2 separate regions of the Sus scrofa genome follow, and region 1 is linked to region 2. A link is a contact called in public HiChIP or PLAC-seq data. All regions are on one chromosome and are shown on one strand. The core of a region is the stretch at or near the end of the contact, and the rest is flanking DNA. Distances in the headings are between cores, read along the strand shown.

Region 1 (5,788 bases), core at 2,957-5,456, 150 kb before region 2:
AGCATAGGTTAACTTTTGCTATATAATACTGAAAATGACCATCAACAATGGACATAATTTGACCTAGCTGTTGGTTCTCTTTGCTCTGATAAGACAACATGATTAAGGAAGCCCATGATTGATAATTCCTGGGAAAGCTATTTTTGTTCTGCCTGTGGGTGAGTCTAGTACAGCTTGTCAGTATTTCCTCCTCCACATCCTGGCACTACTTAATTAACATTAAAAGGTTTAGTCAACCAAATGCTAACAAGCAGTGAATTCAGTGGCACAGGGGCTAAAAAAGCAGAACTTTGTTAGCTTATTAATTTTTAAAGTGTAAACACCCCCAACTGTGATTCCACTTCTCAGGCACCCCCTAGTTCTCTGGACCAGTTAGAAAAATGGTGCCCTCTATGGCTGATGCAAGGCTTGGTGAAAGAGATAGATATGGCTCTCAGCTCTCACTTGAACCCTTAGGCAGGTACCTGAGTGCAGTGCAACAAACTGCTCACCTGTATACCAAGCCACGCCTTCATTCCCTATCTATCCACTTAGCAATGAGATAAGGAGGTCCTAACAAAGTCCCATTTGCTTCCTTCCTTTTTATCTTGGATGCGTGAGCTCTGGAGCACAACGCTTGATGTAGTTCTACAAGGACATAATCAAGTATATTTCCTAATATTTTGACAAATAACTCATCTAGCCCAATGGCAGTCAACCCCAGCACACATTAGAATCACCTGGTGGAAGTTTAAAAAATACTGATGTCCAGGCCTCACTCTTGTCTAGAGGCAAGAATCTCAGTGCATCAATTTCTAGGGATGCGGCCCAAGGCATGAATATTTTAAAACACACACATTATGTACCCAACAATAGCAAAAATACACATTCAGATGATCCCAACACACAGTAAGAGTTGAGGATCACGGAGATTGTACTTAACCTACCTTCTTTTTAAACTTTTTAAAAATTTTATTTTATGGCTGCACCTTTGGTGTAAGGAAGTTCCTGGGCCAGGGGTTGAATCTGAGCCATTGCTGGGACGTACACAGCAGCTGGGACAATGGCAGACCCTTTAACCCTCTGCACAGGGCCAGAATCAAACCTATGACCTGAGCTTCGAGAGTTGGATTCTTAACCCACTGTGCCGCAGCTGGAACTCCTTAGCTATATTCTTTTCCCTTGCATCATCACAGCCAAATACAATGTAAGCTCTGAAATTTGTGTACTTGCTTTTATCCTCTCTTTAGAAAATAGGTTCTTTAAGAGAAGGGGCTCATCTTTCAAATAGTTTTGGCCCTTCTTTAGCATAATACCTTGAAATGATAGGTTCTCAGTAGGTATTTTCTGGTAGAAAAAGAGAAGAGCCAATGACAAAGGTGGAAATAAAAAGTGGTTAATCCTAAGAGCCAATGACAAAGGTGGAAATAAAAAGTGGTTAATCCTAGTTATGGGTGACATTAACTTTTTTTTTCCCCAAACTATATTTTTGGTATGTTTATCATGGACACATATTACTTTTGTTAAAAAGTAAAATTATGGAGTTCCCGTCATGGCGCAGTGACTAGAACCATGAGGTTGCAGGTTCAATCCCTGGCCTCCATCGGTGGGTTAAGGATCTGGCGTTGCCGTGAGCTATGGTGTAGGTTGCAGAGCGGCTTGGATCTGGTGCTGCTGTGGCTGTGACGTAGGCTGGTGGCTACAGCTCCCAATAGACCCCTTGCCTGGGAACCTCCATATGCAGAGGGTGCAGCCCTAAAAAGACGAAAAGACAAAAAAAAAAAAGTAAAATTATCACACACACACAAAAGAACAACCTGCTAGAATCCTCCAGAATCTTTAGAAGAGACAGCACTTTTTCTCTTTACAGAACAAGTGTCTTCCTGAAAGACAGACAAGTCATACGGCCTTATATAAAAATAAAAAGTCACAAGTCTGTAATGCTGTCTGGTTGAGCTTTGATTGGTATTTATTCCTAATACTTCACCTTTAAGTTTCTTTCTGCAATCCCAATGTCTCCTATTTGTTCAAACCTCTGGCCCAATCGATTAAGGACCAATAAACCAATATTTAAATGTCCCAAGTTATATCCTTTTACAGAATAAACTTACTCTTTCAACAAGTGATTTAGGAGTGGCTGCTCCTTAACATGCCATACTAAAGACAGACCCTGTCCTTACTCTCCAGGAGCTTACAATCTAATTAGAGATAAATGGGTCAGAATGATCTATTTCTGGCACAGTTAATAAGTACCGTTGGGAATGCGATGTAAAGAAAAGTTGCTTTTGCGTGGATCAGGAGTGGATGTCATTAACCAGGTAATCTGAACTGGATCTTAGAATAGCAGGCGACTGGAGACTAAGTGATGAGCCACACAAGGAAAAGTGGAAAAGAACATGTTTAGGAGAAGAGCGCCTGGCTAGAAAAGACAAACATAGCAAGAAAACTGGCGTTCCTAAAACATGTAAAGCTTAAATCTCATCTCTGCTATCCTATAAAAATTGTACTCATCCTTTGCCTACCATTTTAACCTCTAACTCTTCCATGTTGATTCTCTCCACAGCTTTGGACCCCTGGAATTACAGATTTCTCTGTCGTCTTTAACAATGCTAAACGTCTGAGTACGCTATATCATTTTTCCTTCATGCAACCCAAATCAAGGCATTTTAAAAACTGTAAACAGGTATAAACATGCTAGTTAATATTGTCATTCTCCAACTCCTTCACTAGAAATCTTTACAAAACTTGTAAATCTGACCTTGCCACACCCACTTAAATTAGCCCTTCATTGATGTCCCATTTTTTTCTTAGAAAAAAAGTATAAATTTTGTAAGTGACCTACAGATTTTGCAACGTCCCTGCTTACTACTCTTTTTGTTTCTAAAGGAGACACTCTCTCTCCCATCGCTGGGCTGTTTCCTCTGAAAATCTCCACTACTCCTAGTTGGGCCTTGTTAGCTTCTACTCAACTCAAATCTTTTTTCCTTTGTTTTTTTTTTTTTTCTTTAGATTTGTATTTATGTAGCGTTGGTTTGATTATTTAACTGATTCTCTCTCTTACTAGAAAATAAACTCCATGATATCCAGGACATTGTCATTTACATGCCTGGGAATACCAGGCAATCAACTGATACTTGCTGAAAGAATAGCTATGTTTGGTTGCTTCCTCCAATTACATAGCAGGCATCCTGGTGTCCACTTTGACCGTTTGTATGAAAAAGCATTTTACTAATTTGAACCTATTAACAGGCTCTGCACAAATAAGTGTGCCCTGCCCCAAAGGGCCCCAAATTTAAACACGAAGACGGAATGTCATCCCCAAGGACCTCTCGCTGGACTGGGAGGGTGGTTGGGGTGGCTGGAGGAAAGGACCGACAAGGCGCGAATGAACTAGCCCGCCAAGAATTCAGAACTAGAACCAAAGTATTGTACATCGCAAGTATTCCTCAATCTGCGTTCAAGCTTCGCTACTCCCACGCAACTAGAAAAGTGCTTTGGGGGGACGCTGGACATAGGATTTGGCAAAAAAAAAAAAAAAAAAAAAATGCAGACCACCCACACCACCCCTGCCCAAGATACACACTCGCCCCCCAAGAGCAGGCCCAGATCTTGGCACTGGGCAGTCTCGACCGGGTACCCACCTCCCGAAGCAGCTTTAGGTCCCCGTGCTGGATCTCGTACAGCTGAATGACGCCGGTGCCCCGCGCGAAGTTGCCCATGGTCACAAACTTGGCGCTGCAGGGCACCCACTTACAGTCGAATACCGTGTAGTTGAGGCTCTTCTGTATATGGGCGATGATCTGAGGCTTCTCAAAGGCCGACATGGTCCACCTGTTGGATTCCGCCTAGGCCACAGGCACACCCCCAACAAACCATGACAAAACGCTAACCTGGAAACCGGAAACCAAACGTTAAGAACAGTTGGTCCCTCCCGTTTGCCGTAAGCGCCCCTGTCGCCCTTGGAAATTGGGTTTAGATGTCTTTGATAATGCCGGATGAGCAACCGAAGACACAAGACTTTTTTCCCTCACCGACAACACAAGCTTGTTTGTAGCCTTTACTTAAAACCTTTAGTATATATTAGAGATAACTAAATGTTCTGGCTGCTAGTTGGCGTGGGCAGAGGGCGACCATAAGAATCAGGCATATTTTAGGACAGCCCTTTCCCCTCCCAATAAACACACACAAAATCTTGCTTCAGGTCCCTTGCGTGGACGTCTTAGGAAAGAGGGCGGAGCCCTGGGGCTGGTTGGTGGAGACTGGGGTCCTGCGAGACGCATCTGCGCGGTACAGCCCCGCACGTGTTCAAGCCGGAAGCTCCCGCTGGGGCTGGAGAGTCCTGAGGATGGAAACCCAGATGGAGGCTCAGAGCCCCTTAGCCGAGGACGGCTTCACCCAGGTCACCCGCAAGGGTAGCCGAAGGGCGAAGAAACGGCAGGCTGAGCAGCTGTCTGCGACGGAGGAAGGAGGGGGCGCGAGCCACATGGACACGGAAGAGGCTCGGCCGGCGAAGAGGCCCATCTTCCCTCCCCTCTCCGGGGACGGGTTCTTGGTACTGGCGGGCACTCACGAACAGGAACGGGGCAAAGCAGAGGCCTGGGGACCCTGTGGCTTTAGGGTGATGTAGAAGCTTTTTATGGCGTGAAGGTTTTAGAGAAGGACTCTCCTGATGTTTAATTCGTTCAGTTGAAGGATGCTCTTTGTGGATCAGCTGTCAGTTTACAACTCCGCCCATCCGACGACTCCTGAGTTGTGTTTTCTTTTATTGTAGAGTGGGAAAGAAGAAACTAGGAAAATTCCAGTTCCTGCTAACAGGTACACGCCGTTAAAAGAGAATTGGATGAAGATATTTACTCCTATTGTGGAGCATTTGGGACTTCAGATACGCTTTAACTTGAAATCGAGGAATGTAGAAATCAGGGTAAGGAGAATGTTAACCATTTTTAAATATACTGCGGTTTCTCTCACCTGTGGGTATGAAAAGGCATGAACCGACTTTCCTTAGAGGGGCTTATTTTGTTAAATGATTTTTTCCCAATTTTCTAATATTTTAGTATTTGAACCTCTCAAATGCTTTCAAAATCTACACTCAGCGCAGATATTAGTCCAATTCATGAGTTGGGCCTGAGATCATACCAAAATAGTAGCTATGTCTCTTTTTTTTTTGAAGGGCTGCACCTTGGCATTTGGAAGTTCTCAGGCAAGGGGTCGAATTGGAGCTGTAGCTGCCAGCCTACACCACAGCCACACCAATGCCAGATCCAAGGTAGTCCTGCGACCTGCACCACAGTTCACGGCAACACCAGATCCTTAATCCCCTGAGCAATGCCAGGGATTGCACCTACATCCTTGTGGATACTAGTCCAGGTCTGCATATTTTTAATAATCTGTGTTGATTAAGAAAAGGCTTAATAAAGAGCTTGTCATAAACAGAAGTATGTAAGTAATCAATGAAAGTACTTGCTATAGTATCATATTTTAGTGGTATTTTTTGAAAAAAAAAAAGTACCGATGATAAATTTAAGTTATACATACGTGTATTTATTCATTCATTCCTTCCTTCCATGATGTCAGGCTAGGAGTTAGGCAGTAGGGTTTCATTTTGTTTTATTTTGTTTTTTCTGAGTGCCAATTTTGTTTCAGAATCAGTGACCTAGGAATTCCCATCATGGTACAGTGGAAAAGAATCCTACTAGGAACCATGAGTTTGCAGGTTCAATCCCTGGCCTCACTCAGTGGGTTAAGGATCTGGCATTGCCGTGAGCCGTGGTGTAGGTCGAAGACGTGGCTTGGATTCTGCATTGCTGTG
Region 2 (5,622 bases), core at 1,661-4,160:
GCTAAAAAAGAAAACAAAAAACAAAACCTACCCATTCCCAACCCATCTCAAACCCCAGAGATCAGGATTCAATTGTCTAGGGTATGGTTTGGGCACTAGTAAATTTGTTTTAAGGTTAATTGGTGATTCTAGCAGGCCTGAGAACCACTGAACTAGTTCTTTAATGATTTTTTCATTTCTGACAATCAGGGATCCCATGATTTGGGGTACTCTTCCTCAAGCCAGCCACACATCAAAAATTCTCACTGGCATCATTTCTTTGTGTTAGGGTAATTGTTCTCAAAGTGTCATCACTGGACCAGCAGTATTAATATCTCTTGCCAACCTATTAGAAAGCAAGTTCTTATGTTACAATCTAGACAGTAAGCTAGAAACTCAAGGATGGGACTCAGCCACTTGCGGCTTTTTTTTTTTTTTTTGGCTTTTGGCTTTTTGCTTTTTAGGGCTTCCCCTGTGGCATATGGAAATTTGCAGGCTAGGGGCTGAATTGGAGCTACAGCTGCGGGCCTATGCCACAGCCACAGCAACGCAGGATCCAAGCCACACCTGTGACCTACACCACAGTTCACGGCAATGGCAACGCCAGATCCTCAACCCACAGAGCGAGGCCTGGGATTGAACCCGAATCCTCATGGATCCTAGTTGGGTTCATTACCGCTGAGCCACAATGGGAACTCCCAGCCATTTGTGTTTTAAGGAGCCCTCTAGATGATTCTGATGTACACTCAAGTAGGTTTTTTGTTTGTTTGTTTGCTTTTTAGGGCCTATGGAAGTGGCATTTGAAAGTTCCCAGGCTAGGGGTCTAATCAGAGCTCCAGTTGCAGGCCTATACCACAGCCACAGCAACATGGGATCCAAGCAGGATCTGCGGCCTACAGCACAGCTCAAGGCAACACCAGATCCTTAACCCACTGAGCGAGGCCAGGGATCAAACCCGCATCCTCATGGATACTAATCAGATTCGTTCCTACTGCACCACAACAGGAACTCCCAGATGTACACTCAAGTTTAAGAACAACTGGGTTAGGGCATTGAAAAACCTCGATAAAATACAAGAAAAAATAGTTTTATCATTAACACAAATTTGTTTTTAGATTAGCTTAAGGGAGTTCCCTAGTGGCCCAGGGTTTAAAGATTCAGCATTTCTCATTGCTGTGGCTTGAGTTGGCCCAGGAACTTCTAAATGTCACAGGCATGGAAAAAACCACCTCTTCCCCCATCGCCCCCTGCCCCAGATTAGCTTGAAAAATAGAGAACTATCCTGTAGAAAATAGAGCAGATAATTCGGGAAGAGGGGGTTGCCAGGAAAGAAGGGAAAGGAAAAGTCTAGATAATATCCAGATGCACAGAACACTGGAAAATATGACGGTACTGGGCACATGGAGCTGTCATCATGTCGACAAGTAAATGGACCAGGAGCACCAGAACCAACCAGGTTGGTTGAATGAATGACTGAATGAAGTATTGAATGAATGACTACTGGCAGACATTTAAGCCATGAAAATATCTGCTGGGTCAAAGCCCTCTCCACCTCACTTTCCAAGTTCAGCAAATATTAGGTACAATATATAAAGGAATATTTATATATTTGTATATAAAAGATAAAGGACTTCACTTCCCCACAAGCTACCTACCGCACCCTCCCACACTGACTGTCCAGCCAGAGGTCTACTGGGGTGCGTCAGTGGCAGCAGAGAAGAGCTAATCCCCGCAACTAATTAAAAACGAAAAGAAAACCATCAGAGAACAGAGAACTCAGGAGAAAAACATCAGGCAAGGAAAACCGGGGAACTAGGCCTAGGCAGAGTAGACTGCCCTCAGTCTCGTTCTTTCAGCTCCAGGGTTCCAGTCTCACAAGAGGGTGCGGATGAGTGGGGAGCATCCCTCAGGCAGTCCCAAGAGTCACTCCACCCCCATCTTTACACTTCATTCCTCAGCCTTTCTCCCTCGCAGAACCCGGCAGTGAATCACCAGGATTGCGGTACCTGAACCCGGTGGCCAGCTTCTCCCCTCAGCCGCGCCCCCGCTACTTGGGGGTCCCCGCCGATGGCGGGACAGAAGGGGCCAAGAAAAGAAAAGAAAAAGCCCCCAACCCCGGCTTCCTGTTGCTGTTTTGAATAGCCCACCTGGCGCTGGGTGGGAAGAGAGAGGCATAAGGCAGAGGAGCAGGGGGCTGACCTCATTAACCCCCCTCCTCCCCTTGGGCCCGCGAGGCGCGGCGCTAGACAAGAGGTGCCCGGGAGAGGCTCCGGCTGTCCCGGGGGCCTCGGTCCACCCCGCGTACCCCTAGCCGGGCCAGTCAGCCGCGGCGAGCGCCCGCACTCACTCGACCTGCAGCGTGGTAGGCTTGATCTTCACTTCCACCTTGTAGGAGGAGCCGGTGAGCAGCTTGATGGTGCGGTTTTGGCCGAAGCGCTGCCCGTCTACCTTGTAGAAGACCGGGCCGTCGTTGGGCTGGATGCGCAGCGCGATGGAGAGGCGCACGAGGCCCGGCAGGTCCCCCATGGCTGGGCGCGGGCGGGCAGGCGCGGCGGCTCCGGGGGGCGGAGGACAGCGCGGGCTACGACCGGGCGGCTGGAGCGCGGTGGGCGGAGAGGAAGCGCGGGGAGGGAGAGGGAGGTGGTGGAGCGGAGGCTGCCGCTAGGAGTCCGTGCCGTCGCGGCGGTCAGCCGAGGCTTCCGAGGAGCAGCTCCGGAGGCTGCGGTCCCCCGCCCCCCTTGGAGAGAGGAAGCGCGCCCCAGGGACAGCACCGGAGGTCCCCAGCTTCCCCATCCCCCGCTTCCCGTGCCGCGCCCTCTGCGCACCAGCCGCTCGCTCCCTCCCGCAGGCCGCAGATCAGCGCGGCTGGGGGCGAGAGAGTTAATCCTGTTTACGCACCACAATCCCCTTCAGCAAGGGAAGAGGGCATTTAGGCTCCTCCTAGAGCCGCGGGGAGGGCGGGGAGTGGATTGGGAGGCAGGGGGTAGGTCCTGGGTTTAAGCGGCCTTACACCCAGAGCGGGACCTCCGAATCTGGACGCCGCCTCGGTCAGCTAAGGGCTGCGGACACCCTTGCTCTCGGATCGAGCCCCAGCCAGGCAGGAGGAGGCTGAGAGGCAAAGGGGAGACAGAAAGCTCGGCAACCGGGAAGCCGGGCAGGAAACCGTTAGCCAGTGATTTAATCTAAGACTTTCCAAAGCTTAGGGGAAATGGCTGAAGGAAGGGGCAGTTCCATCGAATGTAGACTGCAAACCGTACTGGATTAGGAATGTGCTCAAGAAAAAAAAAAAATAATAACACATATATATATTAAGATGCTTCATCTTCGTGTGTGTGTGTATTTCCATTATGGATATTCTCTCGAGTGACACCGTGTAATGAATCACATATATTTACACAGATCTTGTAGGAGCTATTAACCCTGTAAGAGGCAACTGGCATGGGTCTGTCTAAGGCATAGGTGGTGACAGTGGCCAAGGGGGGGCGGAACTGGTCAAAAGAGGATTGACAGGGCACCCGATGCGACACCGCAGAGCTTGGATTTGCAAATTAAGGGTGATTAAAAAGTCTTCATGGCAGAAATCAGTTGACACCTCGCGGTTTTAGAGGTAGGGGGAGACCAAGGGTGGTATGGTTCCCCTGGGAATGGCTTCAGATAGCGGAGAGTGAGCACCTGCTTCAGCACCACCTCGGTGGATAGTACCAGGGCCGGTGAGCACACCTGGGAAGTAGAGAACCAGGTTGGTGAGGACAAATGGGTAGGGATGGATCTATTTGGTGGTTTTTGCCTTTCTTGAGAAATAGCATCATCTCGAACGTGATTTGTTTCCTACATTCTACAAAAATAATCAGCTTTAACTCTCATTTCAGTTATTTGTAATTTTACCTACATTACTCTTTGAAGGGCACTAAATTCTGCAAGGCTGCAGAATTGTGTATGGTCATTTGCTTCTCTAACATTAGATAGATTTGCCCAACACATCATAGTTACTAACATTAAATTGTATTCCTAAAAATACTGATGTATATCATATTGAATACATATAAAATACTGAATATATATAAAATATTGTATATTATACATATATTGCTTACATATAATATATTTTAATTCCCTAAGATTTTGGGGCAGGAGCTTTATTTCTTCAGATCACCCAATAATGTCCACCATAATGTCTTATGCAAAGGAAGTCTTCAGGTTTCTGCTAATTTAATCAAGTTGTTTAGACTTCACTAGAAGGGAGGGAGTAAGGCTGGAGAAAATGACAAATGTTCCTGGTAGCAGAAGCAGTTTGTGCAGTGAGTAAGCCTAGAAGCTCTACAATCAGACAGGTTAAAATCCCCACCCTACCACTTTGCCAGTTGTGTAAACTTGGATAAGTTGCATAACCTTCGGAAATGGTTTTCTTATCTATAACATGGGTGGGTGGGGGATTGGATGTTATCTCTTTCATAGGGTTACTGTGAGGATCTAATGAGATGATGCATGTCCTAGTGCCTGACTCTAATATTAGCAATTATTATTAGGTGGAAATGCAAATGGTTAATAAGCACATGTAAGGATGCTCACCATCTCTAGTGGAAGAGCCAGAGAGGAATGCAAATTAAATCTGTATATAAAATTATTTGGCCTATCAGCATGGCAAAATTTTTAAGACTTAAAATTCAGTGATGGAGTTCCCTGCTGCCCTAGTGGTTAAGAACTCATCATTGTCATTGTTGTGGCTCAGGTTTGATCCCTGGCCTGGGAACTTGGAACTTCTGCATGCCTCTGGCCTGGCAAAAAAAAAAAAAAAAAAAAAAAAAAAAAAATCCAGTGTTGGTAAAGATGTAAGGAAATCAGTGTTGTTAGAAGTTATCTGATGAATTTATTAAAATTAAGTTAAATCATATATCTATATATTGAGACAGAAATCCTACTTTTAAGACACTATCCTTCAGAAGAAATAAAAGCATCATTACATTGTATATAATGGGATATATGTAATTGTAATATGGGTGTTACCACAGCATTGATAATGAAAATCAAAACCAAGCATAAATTAAATGTTAACCAATACAAAAAGATTGACAAAAATTCTCATATACTCATACCATAGAATTTAAGTCACTATTAAAATAGTAAGTTATATGCTATATTGGTAAACATGTATGTTTAAAACTGCTCATAGTGAAAGTGGGATGGCTACACTGTGGCAAAGCGTGGAAGCCTGAGGTCAGGCATTTTTGCCTGTGTCGTTCATTGCTGCAGACCAGTGTATGGCACACAATAAGTGCTCCATAAATATTTGTTGAATTGAATTTCTGTCCTTCTTGTAAACATGTTTTTATGTGGTTGTTCCCCAGGTCTTGGAAAGTAATTAGATCCATGTGATTTCTATGAAATAAATCTAAAGATAAAAAAATCTAATTACAAATAATATCTGTAGTATGATTGTATCTTAAAACATTAAAAAATTAAAACAAAATACATTTATATATGCTTTTTTAGGTCCCTGGTTTTTTTTGTTTGTTTGTTTTTTAGAGCCACACCAGTGACACATGGAAGCCATGGGCTAGGAGTCAAATCGGAGCTACAGATTCAGGCCCACGCTACAGCCACAGCGAAGGTGGGATTCAAGCCATGCCTTTGAACTACACCACA

Evidence for each region. HiChIP or PLAC-seq counts read pairs in DNA pulled down with a chosen protein or histone mark.
Region 1: a contact with region 2 is called in an H3K27ac HiChIP or PLAC-seq map of alveolar macrophages. The contact joins the promoter of PNO1 here to the promoter of CNRIP1 in region 2. A contact is called at or near these places in 2 of 2 datasets of contacts at active chromatin or transcription factors (alveolar macrophages and skeletal muscle).

Annotation. Positions count from the first base shown.
Region 1 is chr3:74,083,314-74,089,101 of Sscrofa11.1, reverse strand. It overlaps PNO1 (RNA-binding protein PNO1), which reads left to right and starts at 4,206. Exons shown (of 7, transcript XM_003125074.4): 1 at 4,206-4,531; 2 at 4,751-4,900. The coding sequence starts at 4,325. WDR92 (WD repeat-containing protein 92) reads right to left here and starts at 3,969. Exons shown (of 8, transcript XM_005662502.3): 1 at 3,621-3,969. The coding sequence starts at 3,803.
Region 2 is chr3:73,936,774-73,942,395 of Sscrofa11.1, reverse strand. It overlaps CNRIP1 (CB1 cannabinoid receptor-interacting protein 1), which reads right to left and starts at 2,910. Exons shown (of 3, transcript XM_003481199.4): 1 at 2,327-2,910. The coding sequence starts at 2,505.